2 separate regions of the Mus musculus genome follow, and region 1 is linked to region 2. The links are chromatin contacts, called in public Hi-C maps. All regions are on one chromosome and are shown on one strand. Each heading gives the region's core, a stretch centred on a gene start, on an enhancer-like site or on the middle of the called end of the contact. The rest is flanking DNA. Distances are from core to core; before and after follow the strand shown. Region 1 has its middle 32 kb from the start of Zfp800. Region 2 holds the start of Zfp800 (zinc finger protein 800).

What was found. Hi-C and Micro-C count contacts between places; a contact is called where the count stands out from the background.
Region 1: a contact with region 2 is called in a Hi-C map of rod photoreceptor, with 2.2 times the contacts expected there. The contact joins the enhancer-like site here to the promoter of Zfp800 in region 2. A contact is called at or near these places in 1 of 39 promoter capture datasets (erythroid cells), 1 of 15 datasets of contacts at CTCF or cohesin (the NIH/3T3 cell line), 5 of 484 Hi-C or Micro-C datasets (CD4 T cells, conventional dendritic cells, macrophages and 2 more), 4 of 115 datasets of contacts at active chromatin or transcription factors (bone marrow-derived dendritic cells, bone marrow-derived macrophages and embryonic stem cells) and 1 of 9 other capture datasets (pancreatic islet).

Annotation. Positions count from the first base shown.
Region 1 is chr6:28,290,568-28,297,508 of GRCm38.p6, reverse strand. It overlaps a transcript of Zfp800 not described here. Among named protein-coding and RNA genes, the nearest start is that of Zfp800, 32 kb to the right of the region's middle. Within about 2 kb of position 1,323, at least 3 of the 459 cell types and tissues checked have an H3K27ac peak or open chromatin away from gene starts, as enhancers often do. A contact at or near this core is called in rod photoreceptor, where this site is marked.
Region 2 is chr6:28,260,395-28,267,017 of GRCm38.p6, reverse strand. It overlaps Zfp800 (zinc finger protein 800), which reads left to right and starts at 5,094. Exons shown (of 6, transcript NM_001081678.2): 1 at 5,094-5,538; 2 at 6,182-6,300. The coding sequence starts at 6,240.

The sequences.
Region 1 (6,941 bases), core at 74-2,573, 34 kb before region 2:
ATTTCAAAGAAAGGGCAGTTACCTTTAGTTGTGTACAAACAGGTTATCTTACTAGGCTCTAATGGATAGTCTCAAAGCATGGGTCTGGGTTAACCAATGGCCACACAATGATACTGGAAGTCATGAATCTGGAAAATGGACTGGGGGTTGACTGGAACAGAACATAAGTGAAAATGTGTGGGAGAGAGTAACCAGAATACACCATATACATGCACAGAACTGTCAAGAAACTAACATAGTTTAGAAAGAGAGAGAGAGAGAGAGGGAGAGAGAGAGAGAGAGAGAGAGAGAGAGAGAGAGAGAGAGAGGGAGGGAGAAAGAAAGATGTAAGTAAAAAAAGAGAGAGAAAAGGTCATGTCTATGATTTTTATAAACTGTCCAGAGTAGGCAAATCCATAGAGGAAACAAAGAACAGACTAGTGATTTCCAGAGGCTGGGGGACGAGAAGGGGCGTGACTGCTGGAGAGTATGGGTTTCTTTGGGGCGTAGTTAGCCGGTTCTGCAGTCACATACAATTTAGTAAATGGAGTCAAACTGACTAGATTGTTACCTCAAATGGTAAATTTAGTTGCCAATGATATTGCAATAAAAAGAGGTATGAACACATATACACATAGCAAAATGATGCTATATCTAATGATGCTATATCTAATGTACACTTTTGATCTATCTATCTCTCTATCTCTCTCTCTATCTATCTATCTATCTATCTATCTATCTATCTATCTATCTATCTATATTTGTATCTTCCTTGCTACATACTCTGCTGCTGCTATTTTGATCTTTGCTTGTTAGGTTTCAAACCCAGGACAAAAGGCTGAGGCGTCTATTCAACATATCAGAGTGGAACTAGCATAAGCTTCCTACCTGGTGGCATAATTTCCCCCTTCTCTAAACTTCTCTCCAGCCGAGACGCTGGGCTTCCTCTTCCCTTCCCCCAGCCTGATTGATCCCCATATAATCCAGCCATTGGGGCTAAGCCGGTTTCTTGGCCTCTTGGCCTGGGCGGCCTCCTGGGCAGCAGCAGTTCCTCTCTTGCTCTCCCTCCGCCTTTCTTCTCTCAGCCTTTCTTCTCTCAAGGTCTGGTTTAATCTGCTGGCCGCTTTTAGTCTGGACTGTTCCCTCTGCCAGCTTTCTCCCTTATCTCTACAATAAAATTTTTCTCCACGCTTTGGGAGTAGCCATGTCCTCCTCCTTTTGTTCTTTTAAAAAATTCCGTTTTAAGATGAAAGACGTCTTTGCGTGGCCTTCAGGGTTTCCCCAGCCTCCTCTCACATCTTGGCCCCTTTGCAGCCGACCCACAGACCCACGGACCCACGGAGACCTTTGCTCCGCCAGGACTGCCTGCATCTCTTCCCGCTTCACTTTGTTTTCCTGTGCTTTTTTGTTCTTTCTTTAAGGACACCTCTCATGTCTTCCTGGTCAAGGTCAAACCCTCCCTTTAACTCTCGTTGGTGGCATCTCTTATCACACCACTTAATATATTATGCACATTAAATTTGCATTTTAGTGGTACTGTTTGAACTAATCTCTTCTTCCTTCAATTAGACTATAAACTCCTTGAAGGCTAGAATAACTGTGATTCTGATGATCCCTGTATACATTACAAAATCTGACATCCAGTCCTTAGCTGACACGCAGTAATTCATATTTGTTAAACGGTTAAGTAGTAGATTGTTTTTTCTTTTGTCCCTGCAATGTCGCGGTACTTCAGTTCCAATAACGCCCATTCAGTTGTTCACAAAACGTTCACTGTTCCCTATGTGCTGTGCCAAGCATGGAATGATTGCTTGGGAAATGATTATGGGACAATCAGCAACGACTAGAGAGAGAGAGAGAGAGAGAGAGAGAATTTTCTTTTTACCCTGAGATAATTCTCACTCCCACCCACCAACCCTACTCCTCCACCAACATTGTCTCTCTGCTGAGGATTGAATCCAGGACCCTAAGCATGCTAGACAAGCTTTCTTCCCTTGATCAACATCCCAGCCCTTAGACCCTGGGGACTCTTCAGTATATTATTTTTGACAAGGTTAGTCAACCAATAATGTAGCATAATCTTGAAGCTTTTTTCTAGGTCTTAACCTAATCCCACTGCTAAAATTCCAGCTCAACTGCAAATTTAATTTTGCAGCAAGTCGGACTACTGGTGTATGTAAGGAGACATAATGCCAACAAGTGTTTCCATTTCTTGTCTAGATGTTCTCTGCCCTTCTGAAGCTGCCAAAAGACAGCTATTGCACTTTCGTGATTTTTAGTCTTTTAACAAATGAAAATCAAAAGCAAATCAATGTTGATATATATATATCAACATATAAAAGAGTGGCATATTCATTTAACTCCAAAAGTCTATGTAGTAATATATTTTTGTTCTAAATAAACATGGTTTTTTCAAATTATGTGAATTGGTTCTTCCAAGCTGATTACTATCATTTTGGCTAAAAGTATCATGGAAGGATATTGTTTTTTCCTTAAAAAAAAGAAAAAAAAAGTTTGTGTTAAATCTCAGACATGGGGGCAAATGGATAAAGTGCCTAATTAACATGTCAAAGTGAACCCTGCTGTCAGATCTTCTGGTAATCTCAGCCCCTGCCTTTTAAGTGGTCCTCCTGGCTGGCATTACCCTGAGCTCTCCAGCCAGTAGGCTGCTTTTTTCCCCCTCTATAATCCAACCCCTTTTTTGGTTACCTGCCCCTGTTTGTACCTGGGGCTTTCCTGGCTGCTGCCCCTGGCTCCCCTCTCTCCCTGTTCCTTTCCTTTCCTTCGCTCCCCACGCAGCTCAGGGTCATGCCCACTCTGGGCTCTACCGGACATGTCTGCCTCTGGCAGTGCTCTCCCTTTTATCTGCCATAGTTTCTCCTCCACCACACCTAGGAGCAGATGTGTCCTTTCCTTTTCTTTCCTTTTCTCACCAGTTTGGTGCTTTTAATCGGAAAGCAAGTTAACAAAAGCTTGAAAGCATGCATGAAAACAGCAGCTTCGGTAAAATCTACACAGAGACTGCAAGAATCAGAGTGTATAAATGCCAGGAGGTGGAGCTTCCTTCATTGTTTGGAATGTGTAGTCCTCGATGACTGGCATGTAGCAGGTGCTCAATAAATATGCTACACAAATGAATGAAGATGTTTTAATAGCATGTCTGATACGTATAGAGGATACACTAACAATGCCCGATTCTACTGTAAGCATCAATAGGTGAAATCATTGGTTTATGTTCGAGTTTACAGAAGAAACAGCAAATAAAAAATATTAATTTTGACCTAAAAAGGAGTGTGTGTGTGTGTGTGTGTGTGTGTGTGTGTGTGTGTGTGTGTGTGGAGTAAATCTGTCCTCTTCTGGAATAGTTTGTGATACAAGCTTGTTCTGATTTACTGCATTTTTACCTTTGAATTTAGAATCTTGAAAATTTGGATTAAGATTTGGTACCAGTCTGTCCCTTCTATTTTTGCAGAATTCCGGGGTTATAGAGAATTCCAATGCCCCCTGGACACCTCCCACCCTTGTCACAACTGCCATCTAGTTTTTATAATAGCATGCCAAGGGTGTAGTCCAAGATTTCAACTGGAGGGGAACTTACTACCTCCTATATATAATAGTCCACTCATTGGTTAAGCAATTATTTTATCCATGGTTTATCTTTCTAGGCTTCTCAGACCACAGTGAGAATATATGCTTAAAATCAACCTGTTTTGTTTTGCATTGAACACCCCTCATATGTATTTGAAGTTCTTACTGAATAGGCACCATTCCCCAGTTTTATGTTACAAGTAGAGAATGGTTTCTGGTCTTCCTTTTTCTGAGCTTCCTCTGGGGATTGTATTTCTGATTATAGTTTTTTTAAAAAAAGTGTGTGGCACCCAGCTGGATGCCATTTTGAGTGTGGTTTGTATGGAGTCATTATGCATCTGACATACTGGCTTTGTAGAGCCATGAGTCTCCTAGACACTTTTTCCCCTGACTGTATAGTAACAGTTTCTACTGACCTCTGCCCCTGTCTCTCATGGAAGTATGGGAGTGGCAGTAGTTCAGGTCTCAGAACAAACTACCGAAGAGAGTATGTATTTCCTTTGTTATGTGCTCAGAGGTCATATGAAGGTTAAAATAAAGCCTGATAATGGTTTTCCTTTTGCTTATAAGTAGATTATGAACCTAACGTGGCCAGTCTGTTGTCTGGCATAAGAATGAGTCATTAAAGGGTAGTCAGTTTTCTTTTCCTCTTGTTACATCTTTGTATTTTTTTCCTGCCCCTTGTGAAGCAGGACAGTTATTCAAGGATGAATTAGTAGGCGATAGCTGATTTCCTGTTGGCGCTCTTTCACTTCCCAGAAAATGGGATATCTTTGTTTTCTTTAAATAAAATCCTGAGACAGCTAGATTAAATACAAAGCAAGATAGGCTTCGAATATTTTCAGACAGAGCATTCCTGCTTACCAACCTCGCCTCCTTTCTCTGCATGTTACTTACATCCTACAGACACACCATTGCGGAGTCATTCCTCTGACCAGGCTGTGTATTTTAAATGAGGAAGAACAAGATGCGAAGGGTTTCAATGATGTCTTTTCTCACCCTGACTGCATTGTGAGACGATTCTTAGTTTAAGGAGAGATTAAGAAAAGAGAACTAATGTGGGGAATTTTTGAACATTCTTTTGTATTTGTTTCACTTTTGAAAAAGAAAGAAAGCAAGCAACTTTGTTCCTGTTGTAGAAATGAAACCTAGTTACCCAGAACTCTGACAGCTCTTCCAACAGTAAGGTCATTAAAAATGCACTGAACATCAAAGCAGTTAGGTTCCAGGGTTAACTTTAGAAAACAGAGTAGCTCTACATAGAGGTATCCCCAATAAGGTGCCAAGAGTCTTTAAGCAGCATTGAAAACAGTGGTGCTACCCCAAACCCTCACAGCTAAGTGTTCCTAGGTGATTTAGTGCTGACTGACAGTATTAGTTACTTTTGCCTTCAGAAGTTTGACCAAAACACCTGACAGAAACAACTTAATGGAGGAAGCGTTGGTTTTGGCTCCTGGTTTCCTAAGTTCCATTCTGTTCTGGCAAAGAAGGCATGGAAGAGTTTGCAGAGACAGGAACTCAGTGGAGACTTCTTACCCAAGGATGGACCAGGAGGCAGAGTGGCTGAGCCTGGGGCTATGATGTCAAAGGCCTTCACCTTCTGCCAGTCAGGCCCTGCCTTCTAAAGGTTCCAGTTTCTTAAAATATTTGCCACCTATTAGGATATAACAAGCCTATGGGGGACATTTCAAATCCAAGTAATATGAATGGCATAAGACTTGCAAGGATCCGGACAATTGCTTTAAGGGGCTTTCTCCTACCTAGAAGTTACCACACTGCTGCTTCCCTGATCCCCTTATTCAAAACCCTTCACTTATCTCATCTTTGACTCTGTAGAGGACTTTCAGGTATAAGAACTGCCCTTCTAGCCTCCTGACTTCGTATAAAATATTTTTCTATGCTTTTATTCTAGAACTCTCTGAGATACAACTACATCCATACTTAATTTGAAAAAAGTGGAGCGTTTAAATGGGAAATATTAACTAAAAAAAAAAAAAGATAAAATTCTGGCCATTTTGTAAACCAGTGACAGGGTTTCTCTGTTTAGTCCTGGCTGTCCTGGAACTCACTTTGTAGACCAGGCTGGCCTGGAACTTAGAAATCCGCCCGCCTCTGCCTCCCGAGTGCTGGGATTAAAGGTGTGTGCCATCACGCCCGGCTTATAATAGATCTTTAAGTCTTGACTTGACAAGACATACGGACATCTTTTCCAACTATTTTTCAAGGCAGAAAAGGCACCCTCACAACTTTCTAACAAAGATCTCAAATCTGGCAGGTGCATCAAGATGTTAAAAAAAACATTAGAGTGACATGCATATAAGAGCCAACTGCCTTGTGTTCCACACCTGTGAACGTCAACTTTGGGAAGAGATCTCCTTGCGCACGAGGAGGAGCAACTGGGAGAATGACCGTTCAAAGCTCAAACACCCTGTGATGATATGGGATACAAACTCGTACAGTGATTACCTATTCAGCTTGAATCACGGCATTTCTAAGTTATGTTTCAGGACGAACTACCCCCTAATTTATAACAACAGCTAAGATTATTAGTCAGGTATCTACAAAACACATCTCGCTAACCTAATATTTCCTTGGAAAAAAATAACACATTGTCTTCGTCACCTGTTATTATCTCTTCTGCGATTCAAGTGAGTTGATGACCAGTGCTATACATTTTCTTCTCTGCATCTCTCCTGCATGAACAACCTCTTAGGCTCCTTATGTTCCATGGCTTCGATCATCTCTCTTGTTCCCATGCTATGTGATTATCATGAAAACGTGCTATTTTACTCACTCTCATTTTTAGGCTGGTAGCTTCACAACCATTATATTAGGATCTCTAAGAATAAAGAACCTCCTTGTTTATGGATATATTTATTTGTAGGCTCTAGCACACACACACACACACACACACACACACACACACACACACACACGCCAAGTGAGTTTTCGTTTGCTGAAGAGTCTTTGTCTTATGCCTTATTATATTCTCAGTCTGGTCATGGCATTTGGAATATGACACTTAGTAAGTGTTGATAAAAATGGATTTACTGATAATGACTTAATCCCCATGGTAGAAGTAAACTTTTATAACTTCATATTGTGTGAGTTAGCTGGAGAACGTTTTTCGATTTAAGACTTAACAATGATTTCTCACAGTATTACACATTTAATTTAGTCACTGTTCACTCTTTTTTAACTTCGTTGACGTGGATACTTAAGAAAATCGAAGTAGCAACATTACAAGCACTTTAAAAAGAGCTTCCTAACATAAAAGCATTGTTCTTTCCCCAAAATTACTTAGAAATAACAAAAGGAAAAAGAAATAATGATCATGTAGTCGAAAAGGCTGAACGATCCCTTAGAGTAATGTT
Region 2 (6,623 bases), core at 3,845-6,344:
TTTAAATCTAGATTATACACCTGAGAAAATGTGTGCTATTTGTATAAATCTGGCTCATTTCATGTAACAATCTCCAGTTCCACTCTAGTCTTCAACTGTCATGTCATTCTTTAAAGGTAAATAACATTTCCAGTGTATCTATGCACCACAGTTTCTTCATCCATCAGTTGATGGACATCTAGGCTAATTTCATAACTTACCTATCATGAACAGCATCATGAGAAACAGGTGTCTCTGTAATATGTTGGTTTATGTTTCCTTTGTATTCCTTTATATTTCTAGGATTGGTATATAGGTGGATCACATGATAATTAAATTTTTAGTTTTTGTGGAACTTCCATAGTTTTAATTTCATTTTAATACATGGTCCCTGGGAAACTGGATTACCCACATGTAGAAGAATGAAACTAAATCCTTATTTCTCACTATATAAAAAAATAAACTCAAATGTAAGAAAGATTTTTAGTTGAGAGATCTGAAGCCATCAAATTGCCCGAGGAAAACACTTCAAGATGCAGGCGGAGACAAAACCTTACTGAGAAAAGTTCCAAAAGCTGAAGAAATCATCCCAATAGGATTGCATGAATAGACCAAACCCAAACAGCTCTGTACAACAAAGGAAACAACAAAGTGGAGATAGCTGTGGCATTGAAGGAAAAAAAAAGCTTTTACAGCTATATATCTGTTTAGAATATATAAACAATAATCCCTCCTAAAGCCCAAACCCAAATAATCCAGTTAATGAATGGAAAAAACATGAATACACGTCTAAAAACAGAAATAAGATGGCCAATCCCTACATGAAGAACATCCACAGTCACCATGGTAATGCAAATAAAAAAACTACTGAGGCTTCGTCTCACCAACTGGAATGAGCATCATTAAAAAAACCAACAACAGTAAATGCTGTTGAGGATGCTTGTGGGAATTTAACATAGTGTGCTGGACTTTTGACCTGTTTTGACTAAAGGCAGGCGGTGGAAATGATGTAACTTGGAGGTCCTACTGCTCTCACTAGACTGGCTTGGCATGCTGCTACTGCGCGAGGAACTCCAAGCTACTCCTGTAAGGATGAAAGGCTATACTGAGGGGATTCCAGTCATTACACAGCACTAGCTGCCAGCTATGTGATGCATTCGGTCAAGCTTCCAGATGAGCAGCAACTTGGTGACTCAGACAAGACTAACCCAAATTACTGATCTACAAATTGAGAGCATCTACAATGGCTTGACGCTCCAGTGGTGGCTTGGTATGCAATAATTATAGGTGTGAAATATATGTTAGTCTCTAACACTGACAATAAGAAAGAGTAACTTTAAATCATAAAATAAAATTTGGGCTTCTCAATAGGATGTTCTTTTAGACTTCTAAAAAAGAATACCAGCTTGAGCCAGTGAAATTCTATCTCAGAAAAGGTAAGGCTGTAACTATTGGCCAGACCATTCATCGCCATGACCAAATATCTGATATAACTCCAAACTGTAGAAGGCCTGTGGCTCATGGTTTCAGAGGTCCCAGTTCACACATCTTGGCTTGGTTGGCTCTGGGACCCAAAGTGAATCGGAACAACACAGTAGCAAAATAATATGACAGAACTGTTCATTTCATGGTAGCTAGGAAGAACAAAAGAAGAAAGGGACCCGAGATCAGATATAACCTTCAGTGTCTTGTCCCCAGTGATCTTCTTCCAGACAGGCCTTGAATGCCAAATTTCCATACCTTCCAAAATAGTGTCACCAGCTTGGAAAAAAAGAGTTCAACATATGGTCCTGTCGGGTATATTTTACAGTCAAACCTCAACAAACATTAACCTGTTGCCTAGGTTACCTGAAATGGTTTGGGAACATTGTTTATAAAAATAGGGTGATAATTCCAGATATCCAAATTTTCTTTAAGTTCTGGAGCACCATAACATTTCAGTTCTTGTGATTTAGCAACTCCATTTTGACTTTGTGTTCAGACACGCTAGTTTTGTTTTGCTGAGACAGCGTCTCTCTCATGTAGCTCAGGCTGACATCAAATTGCTATGTAGACAAGAATGGCCTTGAACTCCTGAATTCCTCCTTCTACCTTTGCCTCCTGACATCGCCATGCTCACTGTATACACAGTATCTTGACACAACACACCATTCATAGCTGGCAGGATTTACTGGTTCATCTTTTACATCCTATGTCATTGTTCCCCAACAGATATGGTGAGGGCCAACACAGAAGTGTCAATTCAGCCTTAATGGCTAAATTCATGAGTTTCTTAGTTACAATGCTTCAGATGTTGGCTCATCTTTCACCTGCAAATTCAATTTTTTACTTCAGTTTCACCACCTATACAATGGAAGAGAGAAACGTCATTGTGTAGCTGATGGGACTGAAATTAAAACACTTTTTAAGGACTAAAGGCATCTTAGGTATTAGTACTGTCATTATAGTATGAAGCTACCTAGGTCTGGAAAGCAGTTATTACTAGTCACTTGATATTTCTCTGTTTTCTTGGGTATAAAGTAAGGCTTACTAGATAATTTTCATGGTTTATTTTCATCTTTAAAACTCTTACGACTCAGTGTTTAGTATGTGTTCTACTCATATCTCAATTTTGTCTGTGCTTTTCACATTGTTTACAGTTTAATGTTAGCAACTGAGGCCCTTCTGGTAAGGATCCCTTATTTATAACGCTGCACTTACAAAGCAATTCTATTTACTTAAAACTTTTATATGCATATGAGTGTTTTGCTCTCAAGTTTGTAAGTGCACCACTTGTCCCTGGTGCCACTGGGAATCTGAAGGGGGGTTGGAGGCTCATGAATTGGAGTTGCAGCAGTGAGCTGCCATGTGGGTGCTGGGAACCAAACCCAGATCCCCTGCAAGAGCATTAAGTGCTCTTAACTATTGAGCCATATCTCCACCCTCCATAAAACAAGTTTTAACACTAACACCTGGTAAGAAAACATTTAAATTCTTACAAATAATACTTCCCTGGCTTATAAAATTTTAGTATTTTTAATACATGTATTACACTCATTGTGTCAAATTAAGGTAAATATCCTTTGAAACAAAAATGCTTTACTTAAAAATTTACCACCCAGCTATCACCAATGTTGATCATTTTCTCTCCTTTCAGTTTCTCACTGCAGTTTTGAGTGATTTGTATTTTTGTATCATATTTTTTGTGCATCATTATTTTATACCATTTCAGATAATATAGTCATTTTTTAAAGAGTGGAATTTTAATTTTATTTACAGAACACTTAAAGATAAATTATAGATTAATAAAAACTCTTTTTATTAAAATCACATATGCTTCATTCAGACAAAAGCACATATAATTCCAAGTACAGCATCTCTCACATTTCAAAAATATATCTTTTTGGTTTAAGCATATTCCACATAGTTAATATTACACATGATAGTTTTGTTGGTTGGATAGGTTAAAGGTCCATGTTGTATGTCTTCTTCAATTGCTCAATTTACTTTTTGAGACAGGGGCTCTCACTGAGCCTGGACCTAATCCGTTTGGTTGTGCCAGCTGGCTGGCAAGCCTCAGGGATTCTTCTCTCTTGGTCTCCCTAGCACTGGAATTGCAGGTGAACGTTCACCTCCAACGTTTTTGTACCATGTGTTCTGGGATCACACTCAGGTTTTCTTGACCAGACTTAACTGACAATGTCATCTTTCCAACCCCCAAATATGATTTCTATTGGCTGCATAATACCACCACATAGAAGTGGCCATTTATAGCATATTGACCTATAATCTGCATTTGCTTCATGTGGGTAGTGATTCTTGACAATGGAACAGAAAATGAGATCATAATATAATATCCTATGTAGCTGCAGAACATTTATTCTATTCTGCTCCAACCGTACAAGACGTATGCAAGTATTCCATTCAACAGTCCTATAGTAACAACTGCATTTGCTTACAAACTTCCTTTGGAATTTTGAAAATTGATTTTGGTGATTTTTCTCTTCACAAACACAGAGCCTAGTGTGGTGTCAGCCTGTAACCCCAGCTTTGAAAAAGAAAGTGCATAGTGGCAGGAGGAGAATCCTGATTTCAGGGTCATCCTGGGCTACTCAGCTAGTTCCAGGCAAGCCTGAGCTACACAGCAAGACCATCTCAAAACAACAAAAAACAAAAAACCCAAAATACAAACACATAGTGCCTTCCTTCCTAAACTTTTCTTTTTTCAGAAGCTCCAAAACTGGAACTTGAAAACTGGAAGTTAGTTAATTGTGGTTTTCATTCATCCTGAGAAGATAAAAAAGGTCAAATGGGAGCTCTCACAAAACCCTGACCAATAGCTGACACCTATTCGAGTGAAGTTAGCAAGGGCAAGAATTCCATCTCAGAGTTGGGAAGAAGGTGGCGGCAGCAGCTACTGGATATGAAAAGCAGCTCAAGGTTTGTAGATTTGACAGAAGATGGCCATCTTCGATCTGATCTTCGGGGATTTTCCAAGCAGGATGCTGGTGCCCAAGAGGGAAAGTGCGTGTTAGCCATGTGACCCAACTTCACTTCCAGGTTTGCACCCTCAGAACGTTGCCAATCGCGTTCTTTCCCAGAGCCCGACTTAGACTCTCCTGTCCCAAGTTCCAGGAGGTACACTTGGACAACAGCTGGCGAGCCAGCACCTGACAGCTCTCCCGATCCAGTCCACTTCGGGCTCCCAGTCCCTCCTTTTCTCCTCCGCTTCCCCAACTCTGCCTGGGTCGGATCCGCCGAAGCGCAGCAGCGCGAGCAACAGTTTGGTGCCCGAGCGAGCGGCGCGTGCCCGGGGAGGGGAAGACGCGCCCGCGGTTCTGGTTCTCACACCTCCGGGCGCACGCAGCCTCCGGCCGTCGCTCCGCAGCCGCCGGCGGGAGGACGCACGGGCGCGCGCCGGCGAGGCCCGCCAGCTACCCGGCCGCCCTCGGCGCCCGCCAACCCCGCAGTCTACCCTCCTCCGCCCGAGGCCGGCCCCGCGCGTCGCCTCCCCACCGGGGCTGCCCGCCCAGCGCATGCGCGCCGCGCTGCCGGGCGTGCCGGCCACACTCCCCCCACCCACTCCGTGAGCTTGTCACTTCCTGCCCTCGCCCCATCTCCGTCCGGGGTCAGTCAGTCGCTCCCTGTCGCAGCCGGAGACTTCTCTGCTTCCCCCTTCCTACCCTCTCTGCACGGCGGTCGCTCGGGCTGTCCGGGGAAGGGGCGGCCACGAGAGAACGGGACTGACTTCCATAAAGTTTCCCGAAGCATCTGCTACCCGCAAGGCCCCAGGTGGGGGACCCGCGCGGCTCCCCGCCCCTCTCCAAAGCCCGGGGGACCGTTGCAGGTGGAGCGGCGCGGCGCTGAGGGGAGCCGGGCTCGGCGCGGCCGTTGCCCTGGCGAGGGGCGCCTCAGTCCTGCCTGCTCCGGTTCCAGCTCCTTCGGCTGCTGCGCCCGGCGGTTCGTCCTGTCAACTGCCTGCGCCCGCGCGCCGCCAGCTCGCCGGCCCGGAGCGCGGAGGGCTGCCGTGAGCCGCCGCCACCGCCACAGCCGCCACCGCAGCCGCGGCCCGAGGACGTGGTGAGCTGTGGCGCTTCCGCGTCGGCGCCGCCGGGGACTCTTTGGGAGCGCGCCGGGGCCGAAGCCCGCTCGGCTTCACGCGCTGCGCCGGGGCTGCGCCAGGTGGGGCCCTCGGCCGCGTCGTGCGCCCGGCTGGTGCCGCGGCCCGCCCGCCCGCTGGCCGGCCGGCCGCTCCGGGAGTTGAGTAAGTTGGGCGCACTTGGCGGCGCGGACCGGACCCGACCTGCGCCGGGGAGACCCCCCGACGCACGTGCGTGGCCGGAGGGCGCGCGAGCCGCTCCTCAGCCGCGCAGGGGCCCCGTCGCGTCCCGCGTCCCGCGCCCGGCTCTCCGCGCGCCCGCCCGCTCGCTCGCTCGCTCGTCCGCCCAGCACGGCGAGGCCGCAGCCGCCTGCGCAGCCCGCCAGGCCTTCGCCGTGCGCTGCGCTGCCCTGCGCGCCGGACGCTGCGTTTCCGGGTAGGGCGGTGAACCTGTGCGGGGACGTGGGGCCGGAGGCCGGGCGAGCGGCGGTTTCTTTTCCGAGCGGAAGGTGCGGGCCCGGGGTGAGGGCAGAGAGCGCATGGTGGGATGGTCTGTGGAAATTGCAGCCACAGCCTCCATAGAAGTTCAGGGATAGTGATGGGTTTGTGCTTCTCTGTCCACAGCCAAGCCGCAATGAAGAGCTTCTCACAGTGAAAGGAAAATAGGTCGCACCCGTTAAAAATGCCTTTGAGGGACAAATACTGTCAAACGGACCACCATCATCACGGATGCTGCGAACCAGGTAAGTCCGTTTTTTTCTCCCCAGTGTCTTTGCTCTCCTTCACCAGAGCTACTCGGCTTTCTGCGTTGTCTCTAAGAAGTCTTTCCTAAGTAACTCGGTTTCTCCTGCGTAAAACTACTCGCGTAATGCCAAAAGCCTGTACAAACTGGAGATCTCCATTGCTTGAGCCCCCAGAGAAAGTGCCACAAGTGTCACCGTCAATCATTTCCACAAGGTCGGGCAGCTCCTTTCCCTTCTTTTTCAAGGCAGCTTCGTTATTGGTTCACTCCATGCTCTGAATGTTTAAAATGGAAGAAGAAGGTAAAGATGAGATAGGTGATTAC